3 separate regions of the Mus musculus genome follow, and all the other regions are linked to region 3. The links are chromatin contacts, called in public Hi-C maps. All regions are on one chromosome and are shown on one strand. The core of a region is the stretch at or near the end of the contact, and the rest is flanking DNA. Distances in the headings are between cores, read along the strand shown.

What was found. A called contact is a pair of places that touch in the nucleus more often than the background predicts.
Region 1: a contact with region 3 is called in a Hi-C map of bone marrow-derived macrophages, with 12 read pairs. A contact is called at or near these places in 1 of 39 promoter capture datasets (the 3T3-L1 cell line), 3 of 484 Hi-C or Micro-C datasets (bone marrow-derived macrophages, cortical neurons and nephron progenitors) and 1 of 130 datasets of targeted methods (VIP interneurons).
Region 2: a Hi-C map of bone marrow-derived macrophages shows a contact between it and region 3, with 14 read pairs. A contact is called at or near these places in 1 of 484 Hi-C or Micro-C datasets (bone marrow-derived macrophages) and 1 of 130 datasets of targeted methods (VIP interneurons).

The regions. Positions count from the first base shown.
Region 1 is chr15:67,122,253-67,126,191 of GRCm38.p6, forward strand. The region is part of intron 3 of St3gal1 (ST3 beta-galactoside alpha-2,3-sialyltransferase 1); the gene reads right to left. Among named protein-coding and RNA genes, the nearest start is that of Gm31400, 46 kb to the right of the region's middle.
Region 2 is chr15:67,413,430-67,417,457 of GRCm38.p6, forward strand. No RefSeq gene overlaps it. Among named protein-coding and RNA genes, the nearest start is that of 1700012I11Rik, 190 kb to the left of the region's middle.
Region 3 is chr15:67,988,529-67,992,493 of GRCm38.p6, forward strand. No RefSeq gene overlaps it. Among named protein-coding and RNA genes, the nearest start is that of Zfat, 270 kb to the right of the region's middle.

The sequences.
Region 1 (3,939 bases), core at 1,384-3,883, 860 kb before region 3:
GTGCCGTTTTATCTCCTTCTAGCACCTGAGGTGAAAGGCCGGTCTGAGAAAGTATGGCTGCTCCCCTTGGCTCTCAGAGAGATGCCAGGGCTGAAATGTAAGAGGGCACAGGTGTTCTAGGTGAGGGGAAACATACACAGGTTGGGGTCAGAAACATCTCCTGAACCTTGCTTTCGCACTTGGTCAGTCAGTGCCTTCTGCATGGCCTCTCCCATACGATGTCTTATTTAGATAGTTTAAGGTACAAATCTTTCCTGAGAACAGTAACATGGGCACGGGGCACAGCTATGTGAAGGAGGGCACAGTATGGTTGTGTAAAATGAAGCACAGTTGTAAATAAGGGCAGGGCCTTAACATTTCCTTTTGTCCATTTTTTTAACCCTCGTCTCCTAAATCCATCCTTTCCTTTGTCAGGAAACAAATTGGCAGGTAGAAAAAGTGGACTTTGAAATTTTCAAGCATGTATGAGTGTGTTCGTGAATGTGTGTGTGTGTGTGCATATGTATGTGTGTGTGCTGTACACTGGAGTTCAGATCAAACATTATCATTCTCTGTAAAGAAAAGGAATAATCAAACCCTGAATGGATGAGTATGAGGGTGAACTGGCTTTTCTTATGAATGCAGATTGTACCCATTTGCAAGGTGCATGGTATGTATCTATATAGCTCACTGACTATGCAGCAGGGCTTCCCAAAAGTGTCATGTCCTTTGCAGGGTCTGGCGTCATCCACAGCCTGAATGGTTAGTTCCAAAACATAAAACAGAATCCAGCCCCAGACTCTTGCATTTTTTGCTTCCCGTGCTTCTCTTTGCCCCAAAAGCTCCTCATCCCCTCCACACCTGGAATACAATCCAAGCCCACATCACCTCCACAAGATCCTGAGCAACCTGCTGAGCTACAATAATGACTACCTTGGCAAGACATGCCATCGGTGCAATCGTGGCATCCTGTTGGTGCCATGGGGGTACCAATTACTCTCTGGTTGGATTTAGGGACCACTCACAGATAAGCTCTCATACCTGGCCAAGAATCCATGCCTTGGAGGGCATAGAGAGAGGATATTAATATTATTTTATGAAATAGACATAGTATGAAACTGCTTTCTAAGTACTTGTTTTATATTCCTAGATGAGTACGCTACTCAGCCTTCATCAGAGAGGCTTCTTTTCGCACTGGATGGTGGTTGATACAAAAACTCACAACTGGTCGAGTGTAGAGAATAAGTGATGGCGGAGTATTCATCTATATCACACACACACACACACACACACACACACACACACACACACATATGCACACTCACGTGCACACAAACATATGCACAGGTACACACATATGCATGCTCACATACATGCTCACACGCACATACACAGGTACATATACATAAACACACGCGCGCGCGTGCACACAACATCTATAATACACCAAAATATATCATCTGTATCACACCTCCTCCCTTTAAAGGTTAGGGTATGTTGCAAAAGAGGGAATAAAACAAACAAACAAACAAACAAGCCAAAAAAAAATCCCCAAACCCCAAGCACAAAAACCCAACCTCGCCCCAAAACAAAACAAACTGTAAAGAGACAGAGTTCACAAAAGTTAGCTGAGAAACAATGTTTTCTGGTCACGACAGGACCACTGTACTTACGAATTAATAGCAACTGTGGTTGCCTGCACAGGATCAAGCCAGTCAATACTGCACTGTGTGTGTGTATATGTGTAGGTTGCATGTGCTCATACATGTGTACTCATAAGGCTGACACCTCTAGCTGTGAAGCTACTGATACTTGATGGTCACTTGGGAAGGAAGAATCGATTTCTTCAAGCAGGAGTGTGGCCCCTGGTAGGTCAATGGATGGCCTTATACCTATAAGGGCAAAACTAACTGAACATAAATAGCTACAAATTAAGAAAATGTCAAAAGATGACATCAAGTTGGGAGTTCTGGGAAGAGTTAGAGGGTAGTGGGGTAGATATAATTAAAATACATTATACCCAGATGTTAAATTGTCAGAGAGTAAGTAAAATACATTTATAATTAAACACACCTCGAATTCCCATGAAGGCATTAATTCCACCGTTACTAAAGTATTTACAGCATTTCTACCATGTCTCTGCTGTGACACGTGTTGGGATGACTGGCACATGAAGAAAAGGCCTTGCCCTGGGAAAAATGTATTTTTTTTGTCATCAGGAAGACAAGCAATGACTATGAAACATTAAAAAAAATTCCACCCAAGCTGGCTCTCGTCTTCGTCTGTCTCTACAGAAGACCCCTCAAGCTAACAGGCCTAAGAACTTGCACAAACTGTTTGCCCTGCCCACAGGCTCTTCCCTCACAGATCCATTCAAATCAGGATGGTGGCTGGGGCAAATGGCACCTCCTTAAATGGAACTCAGATTGTTCCTACCTCAGACTGTGCATCTTCATCTTCTAGACCACACAGGGATCAGTGAACATCATGGGTTGTGAAAAGCTGAAGGGGTGGGCCTGAAGCTAAGCCTCCCCCCAAGTCCTCCTTTCTGCCCCTCGCCCAGCTCTCTCTTTCACTGTTCCCACTCTGCTCCTAGATGAGAGACCAGAAATGCCTTTCGCAATCACCTAGACAGCAGGGACCATGTGCGTTTTACAAATAAGGGAACCGAGGCTGAGATATATCTAGTGGTTTGTTTTTTAAATCATTCAGTTTCCACATAGCAACTGTTTATTCTAGTGTCGCCATGGTTGGGAGACTTCCTTCCCATCTCTTGTGTTCTCAGGGATCCTGCTGACACTCCTACAAAGCCAGGCTAGAAGGCTCTGTACCCATCTGTTGCAAATGGTGGCACTCTACACTTGAGGTTCCTGTCTCCGATAGCAATCTACTGTATGGGCAGACATGGGTCCAGGCCTTTATTTGCTTCTCAGAACTTAAGGAAGATAGACCGGAGCCCTACATTCTCTGAAGCCTCCAGGAAGCAGGGACTGGGTAGCACATTCACTCACAAATGAGATAAAAATCAACCCTACCCACATGTCCAAATATTTTTATTAATAAGATTATTCCAGGCATACCTTGGTGACTGAGCAGATTTCTGTCCCGGACTCTTCCCAGCCAGAGCACCCTGTCTCACTGCCTTCCTCTGAAGCTTTGAGGTCTCTGCCCCGCCTCCCCTCCCCAGGATCTTTGGGATGTTTGGGTTACTAGATAGAAGGCACCAGAAACAAATTGATCGGACTGAAAAAATAAAATTAGCTGTATCAACAGGACCAAGGTAAGCCAACGGATTCTGGGCAGATATTGGGGAGGAAGAAGACACAAGACAGTGAGTGGAGGAATTTCTAAACCTTTACATTTTGGAGACTATGAGAACAAATTAGCCAAGAACTCTCTGCAGTATGGACAATAGGGAAAGGCTGTTAGGATGAAGAGTCCTCACAAAGAGCATCCTGTTAGAGACACCTTTGCTCTGTTCCCCAATCAAAAGACATAGGACAGATTTTTCTTGTTCCCTGCCACCATCCAATATGATAGGGCCTTACAGATGACAGAGGAAAATGAAGAGGAGTGGCTGGTGTGATGGTGGGGGAGGAGGAAAAGTGAATATACAGTTGAGTCAAGTTGCAATAGGGCGATGGGGTACCAGGTACATTCCCTGCCTCAGGGCCTTTGCACACACTGCTATCTACACAGGTCTGCAAAGGAGGATCTGATTCTCCCATAACCAGGGTCTGAGTCTGTGCTGGAGACTGGGATCTTGACCTTCATGAGGATCTGTTTCGTATCAGGCATATGGGATCAGAGTAATCCGATGACCCTCAATGAAGCAGGCTTGCTGGCAAAGCCACAGCCTGCCCCTGCAGCAGGGTGTGGCAGGGCTGGGTTGCATCCCATTAGGCTGCAACAGGATGTTTTTGGCCTGTTCCTTATGAAATACTAACAGGCCCTCCCAGT
Region 2 (4,028 bases), core at 87-2,586, 580 kb before region 3:
GAAACCTTAGATCAGACTGAACTGGGAAAGGTCCCTCTGTCAAAATGACAATTGAGCAGATACATCTAACTGGAGGTATGAAACATGTCTGTCTCAGAAAATGTCTATCAATTGCTCCACCACTCAGGAGGGAGGCACACACCCCAGACTTGGGAAACAGCAAGTGCCAAAGCCTTGAGGGAAGAGAAGAGGAGATGGTACGTAACACCAGGTTGGGCTTGGATATTTAGTGGTGGTTCTTTTGAGAAAAGAGGGTGGGGACATAGCTCTTACTCTTCCAGTGTATGAGTAAGAGGATAGACAAAAATCAAAACAAAAAAAACCCAAACACTAGATAAGCAGCAGTGACTCGCACAATTCGACAAAATTTTACTCAGTGAACTGCAAAGGATGTCAGTGTGACTGTTGGCATGAGTAGTCACTGAGGGAATGGAATGGTGACCTCTGAATCAGCTTTCTTAGAAACAGACTCTGCTCAGGAGTCCACCATGTGGGGCATTTATTTGGGGATATCACTGGGACCAACAGTGGAGCACATGGAGAAAAAGCTAAAGTATAATATTGTCCCCTTTCCGCCCTTGCCAGTTACTAGGGGAAGTTCTAGGGATCTTTGGCTCTGTAGAGCCAGCTAGAAGAGACTCAGAAAGGAGTCATGATTTCACAGTGCAGTCTTCCTAGGGAGAAGGCCTAATTTTCAGAGACGTAGTTTCTCCAGCTCAGACCAGTCCTCAGTAAAAGGGCACAGAGGGCTGTCTGTGAGTTGTGGGAGACAAGACCTTAAGTTCTGGAAGGGAACTGGGTTGTACTTCATACCCAGCTCACAGCCAGACCCTTGGGGTGTTGGTTTCATTTCTTCCTGAAAGCTTCATTGCTCATCCTCAAGTTCCCCTTGGGAAAATGCACAGGGCACTATAGACACACTGCACCACATGCCTGTGATGGCTAGTCAGCTTGATGGGATCTAGGCTCACCTAGGAAACACTGGACCTGCTTGCCAATAATTATCTAGGATGGGTTAATTGATATGGAAATGAACCACCACTGTGGTTTGCAGTATTTTGTGGGCTGAGATCCTGGACTCACAAAATAAAGTCAGCTAAGCCTTAGCTTACTCTTGAACGAGGAACCCATGTGGCCAGCTGCCTCAAGTTCCCACCATCAGGATATTTCCCCCTTGATAGACTGTTCCTGCAAACAATGAGACAGAATAAATATTTCCTTCCTTAAGTTGCTTTTTAAAGGATATTTTAGCAACGGGGAAAAAATAGCTAATACCCTTCAGAGGGCAGCTGGTCTTAAACTTCAGATGATAACCACAGCTTCCTCTTCTCCATTCCACTTCCCATCATGCTTAGGGGAGCTTGTTGGTCTCAGTGGCTTGCCTGCTGGAATGTCTGAGACCATCTTGGAAGTGGCTGAGCTGTGGTCATCATGCCCTTCTCAAGCCATTGCCCTTCCAATTTATAGTCAATAAAAGGATTATCGGGGGAAGTATATGGAAATGGAGCAACCCCTTTCTCCACAAACCTGTTATGTATCAGTCAGATGGCCTCCCCTATCTTCAGAAGTCAGAACTCTGGCCATCATGGTTCTCGGTTTTTGGATCTGGTGGTTCGTAGGCACAGAATGCCTACCTTGCAGTTCTATACAAATTCTCTTGAAGACTTTGAAGTGGTTTTCTCCACTTGGGGACAAGAATCACAAACTCTTCCAAATGGAGTAATGTCAACAGTGCATCTTCTCCAAGAAATAGCCAGCAAGGCTACTTATTCCAGTTTCCAAATGCCCTTCCTACTGAGTCCTAGGTACAGGGTTTTAACTTGAGCAATTCTGGAAAAATCCTCTGTGCTCATATAGCACTTCTGAAAGGGTTTCTAACCCTACAATGGGCCACAGCTCTGGTGATGTGATATATAAAGTCTGATGACAGATCCTGTATCATGTTCTCAGTTCTCTCCTAAACTTCCTTTGCTGTATATTAATGGTCTCCTAGATTTATAGGGTGTCATTGGGATCTCATGCTGGTGAAACAACATTCTGGGAGCTACAGAATACTGCTAAAGTTGAAGCCCTATAAAGACATACCTGAAACATGTGCCAATTCCTACTAAAAATCAACTACTTTCAGAATGGAAGAGGTCTCAGACAGTCAGCCTACTATGATACAGTCAGTTAGTACTTGCCAAGGGAAGGTGCCTGCCTGAGCTCAGCTTTGGCTTTCTTTCTGATGGGTTTGATAGTTTCTAGTAGCTATGGATATATCAGTTTGGGGGCTCTGCATTGTTGGGGTCAGTATGGTTGCTATTCCTTCTACCATGACTTCTTTACTCATCATTTTAATGGTCCTGGGGTGCTGAAATTGGGACTAGCTGGTGTCAAATGGCCATGCTACCTAGTCTGCATAGGCGTTACTTGATCTTCCTCTTTGGGTACTGTTTTGTGAACATTAATTTGCAAAAAACAGAAGAAAACCAAAAACCTGTCTTTCTACTTGGGGCCACTTCCCCATGGCTGTGTCCCTGTCTCCCACACCTCCTTGTTCCGGAACTCTGAGTTTCTTTCTTCCTAAGGCCCTTGGTAAATAAGCACAGCCCACTCTGTGTGCATTACTCATTTGACCTCCAGCTCACTCAAAGAAGATGCGTGTCATTTTGCAGAAGAAAAAACCCAGGCCCCTGTAGGTGGAGTAGCCTGTCAGTCACACAACCAGCAAGTGTCAAAGGTAGGACTAGAGCCCAGTATTGCACTATATATTATCTAGTCAACCCTGCCCACAGGTAGACAGAAAGAATTCATAAAGATTGAATGTTCAGCCACACCAAAGAAATTTTAACCTGGTGACAAACAAGTCCTTGGGTCCAGCATGTAGAAGCTTGGGCTCAGAAGAAAAGGTCTGAGAACACTTATCCATTCAAAGGTAAAAAGGCTCTCAGAAATTCTGCCTACCATACTCTCACTGTGATATCTTGCACTGGGGAGTTAAAAGATGTAGAAATGAAGAAAATTGTTATGTTTAATAATTTGTTTCTCCCTCCTGTCTCCTACCTCTTTGTATTCTAGCTCCTGTGTGCCCCAGGAACAGACCTGGGCTCTCAGATGGGGACTGTACCACCACTAGATCTTCTGATGTGTGACCCCTGTTCATCCTGGCCTTCTTTTTGAATCTAGAACCCAGCACGGAATTCTAGCTTCACATCTGTTGTTCTCTGATGTTTCCATGGTCTTTACTTCCTACCTGATAGATCTCAGCTTAGACTGCTGACTTCTGCTAGCAGAGGAAAATCACCAGTGACCTCAGTTAACACCACAAAGGTTAATTGACTTTAGTGAAGGGCATTTACAGAAGGCATCACAGGGTTGCAATAAAAGTGGTCAGTAAAGTCATTAGTGACCATGACAAGGTATATAAGTCTTTCTCCTATTAATATTTGGAGGCTGTTTTCACCCTAAAAGTCAAGAAGGGTGGTTGGATTCATTGTGCTGACATCCATCATGTGTGTAGACAGGTAGAAATAAGAAACTTGTAAGAAGCATCTTCCTTCTAGCTTCTGTTTATTCTCTGAGGGAGTGGTCCAGGAAAGTCAGCCTTTAAATACCATATTTTCCTTAGCTACCCTTAGCTTCAAGAGAGTTATGGGGACATAATGTTATGCTGGGGCCATTATTGCTGAGACTCAAATCAGGGTTCTGCCTAGGAAGGGTCAGAGAGGACAGTTGGGAAGCCAGCGAGTGGTCTCTGAGTACATCCCCTCCACACCAACATGATTCTCTTTCTTCTTGTCTCTGTCACGCTGGCTTAGATTTTGCTTTCAACAGGAAATATATACTGTCAGATTTTGTCATTCCATGTTGTGTCTTGCACCAAACCAGACATCTCCCAATGCTTCAACTTTGCCTGGCTTGACTGCTTCTCTTTCTGCAACTCCTGAACAGATCTTGAAATTCATTGTTTCTGTGTCAGCAGAGAGTCCATGGTAGCAATGTAAAGCTGAGCTTACTCAATCACCTACTCTTTTATCCTGCAATTA
Region 3 (3,965 bases), core at 28-2,527:
GTGTGTGTGTGTGTGTGTGTATGTATGTATGTGTGTGTGTGTGTGTATACATATACATATACATATACATATACATATACGCATACGCATACGCATACGCATACGCATACGCATACGCATACGCATACGCATACGCATACGCATACGCATACGCATATATACATATATACATATACATATACATATACATATATATATATATATATATATATATATATATATATATAGCTTTGAGACAAGTTCTCACTATGTCGCCTTGGCTATCCTGAAACTCACTATACAGACAAGACTGGTCTAGGACTCAAAGAGATCTCCCTGCATCTGTCTCCCAAGTGCTGGGACTAAAAATAAATATGCCTACCTGACAAATATTTTAATTTCAAATGACTGTTGTAAGTAAATAAGCATATAAAACAATTGACTGGTAGAAAATATTTGCAAAATTCATACTCAAGAAAGGACTCATACCCATAATTTTCAAAAACGACATATATCCTATAACACAAAACAATCAAAGGATGGGAAAATTATGCATAGAAGTGTCATCAGTTATGAAATGGCTAATTTATACATTGCAGGTGCTAATATAGGGATATGAACAAAACCACAGCAAAATACATTCCCACAGAGAGTAAGTATAATACAGGAAAAGGATTAAAGCTGAATTCTGAAGACGTAGAAACATGGGTAATAGCACATCACCAGTGATAAGGACGTTGTGCAAACACTTTGGAAAACATTCCAGCAGTTTCTAGAATGTTAGACACGGACCTGAGAGGAGCCACTGATCTACTCTTAGTTCTCTATTCAAGGGCAAGGAAAATGTTGAATAGCATGTGAATATTCACTGCAGTCTTGTTCAAATAGAAAAAGTTTCAAGTAAGCTATGTGTCTATTAATTGTGGGATAGATCACTGAAGTGTAATGTATTCACTAAAGTGAATAGGATTTAGCAATAAGGAATTGAGATGGCTCATTGAGTAAAAACAGATGACACCAGACCTGACAAGTCCCCAGAACCCGCATGATGGAAGAACAAAAGCTGTCTCCTTCCTGCAACCAGTCTTCCAAACTCCACATCCATACACATCGAGACATGCATGTGTATACACACATAAGAAATAAATTAATAAGAAAACAACTTTAAAATGCAATAATGATGCATGCCACAGCACCAGATGAGGTTCATTTTCATGACATTAAGTGAAATAAGCCAGATACAAAAAGCCTCATATTACGTAATTCTGTAAAAGAAACTCAAGAATAAGCAAAATACAGAACCAAAAATAAAGTGCTGGTTGCTTGGAGCTGTGGTTGGAAACATGGATTAATATAGACACATGTGATCTTGTCGTACGGATAAAAAAAATGTCTTGAAATTGATTTACAGTGATGGCTGCATTTGGCAAGGTTACTAAATATAATTGAATTGTATATTCAAGCTGAGTGAATTTAATGTTATATAAATAAAATTCAATAAGCCTATTAAGAAACAATAAGCCAAAACAGCAGTGTTATGGACTGAATGTTCACATATCCCAACATGGCTGCAATTGTATCTGACCCCTGGGAGGTAATTAGATAATGAGTGTGGAATGTTGGTGAATGAGAGCTTCCCTGCCTCCCCCTCCATACTTTCTTCCATGTAATGATAGCTGTCTGCCATGCAGAAGAAACCCTTCCCACAAGCCCCACACCACCAGCATTTGCCATGTCAAATTTGTGACCAATGACTTTGGTCTCCAGGACAGTGAAAAATTAAACCTGAACAAACCAGCCTCTTGCCATTCTTTAAAACAGCTGAGCTGACTAAAAGATAAAATGTGGATGGAAGGGAGACTGGGTCAGAGTGTTTGCTGTGCAAGCTTGGGAACCTGAGTTCAAATCCCCACCACCCATTTAACAGGTCAATGTAGCTGTACCCATATCCCCAGTATTGAGGGGTATGGGAAGCAGAGACAGGAGGATTGTTCAGCTTGCTGGCCACCAGCCTTGTTCCAGATTCATCAAGAGACCCTACCTTCAAGGAGTGATAGAGGGGTAGATCTGGACACTCAACACACCCTCTCCTGGCCTCCATATGTCCAGAGGCTATGCACACACATGGGTATACATCATATATATATCTCACACAAGTAAAATGAAATATCAAATATCAACACATGTTTAAAACAGAGAACAGTCTGGAATGCAAACTTTTGCTTTCTTTAAGTTTGAAATATCTCACATTTTCCAATTTTAACAATAAATCGGTAAAGATGTTTACTACTTGAGACACAAGGTTGTCCATGGGGCTGTATCTTGCCATGACTGGAAAGTACTTCTGAGGTAGCTATATCATTGTTATTGTTGCTTTATGAGTTATCGAAAATCTATGCTTGGTAATTGCTTTAGTGGTTTTTACTCATCTTCAGCAATACTTGACTTATAACTGGGCTCAGAGGAGATCACTGTCAGCTTAAATCAGTGCCTTCTCTTCTCCCAGATCCAATGAGAGAATTTCCACAGATACCTTAGCCACTCAAGAGTTTCTTCCTGAGAATGCTGAATCTTCTAATTAGAAAATATTGCTGTCATAGTGAATAGATACGGTGATGTGAGATGAACAAGAGGAACCAGGAGATAAGCAGACTCATTTGCTCAGTGATTCTCTTATCCACGCAGTCCCCTCTCAGCCACTGATAACCAAAGCTTACTCCCACAAGTGCAAATTATTCTTTCTACAAACCTTGGGTCAAATTCAACATTTTCATGAATTAGTAATAATATCCTTTTACACGCATTGATTCCCTAGAAGTGTAATGGGATAGCAGAAAATGTGATTATCATGGTATTGCAATTTTGTTTTCTGATGAAGAAATGTAGACACAGGATACAAGCTAGGCTAAGGCTCATCAATATTCCCAGTATGCATGTAGCAGAACCAGAAAAAAAAATCTGCTCTGTTGTGTGTTAAGATCAGGCTACAGAAGAATGTGTAGACCAGGATATTATTCATTTTGACATTAGACATGTACAGATAACACAGAAATACATATTCAAAACTACTTTCCAGATCTTCACCACCAAGGCCTGGCCTTCTCCGTAGTCTTCATTGTTTCTGTAAATGGAAACTGTCCCTCTAGCCATTCAAGACAGAGTTTCAACCCTCCCTGGGCTTCCTGTTTTCCCTCCCATCCCCACTACATCAGCATACATGACTGTCTATCTTTTGACATCGTCCAGAAATTCACCATATCTCAATAGACACATCCCCTTTCAATAGCCATTGCCTCAAGTATTCACAATGGATCTTCTAACATACCCCATGTCTGCCTAAAACCTGACAGCAACTCAGTCACTAGTTAATTAAACCCTCCGGGTTTACTGCATCCTCCAAGACCTATGTTAGAAAGCCCCACCTCTGGGAGCTCCCCTTCTGCTTCTCTCTAATGTTCCCTCTACCCCTCCCCTAGACCTTCATGAGACTTATCAAACATGCATGCACACACACACACACACACACACACACACACACACACACACACACATACACACATGCACGCATGCACACGCCACTGCACTATCTCACCTCCCCAGGTTTCAGATAAGGTTCCTCCATCTATTTTTTCACACAACGTCTTTCAGGTGATTATTATTCCATCAAAACCCAGAGCATTCATATGCCCTTGAGCCATGTTTTCTAAAGCAATATTTTTAGGCTTGGTCTCTTGATCTCCCCAGGGGCACATCAAGTCAACCAGGATATAAGCAGTGTGAATGAAGAATCAAAGGCACTGACAACCTCTCCCTGCTACACAATCTGGGATTAGCCGAAGACCTTTCCATCACTGCCTCATCGGAGAGCCACTTTAGTTACTTCCCCATTGTGTTTTATGAATACTTTGGTATCTGGCATTCAGCTCTACCAGGATCCTACCTTCTTGTCAAGAGTAGCTTTAGCCTTTAGAGTGATAGTCATGACT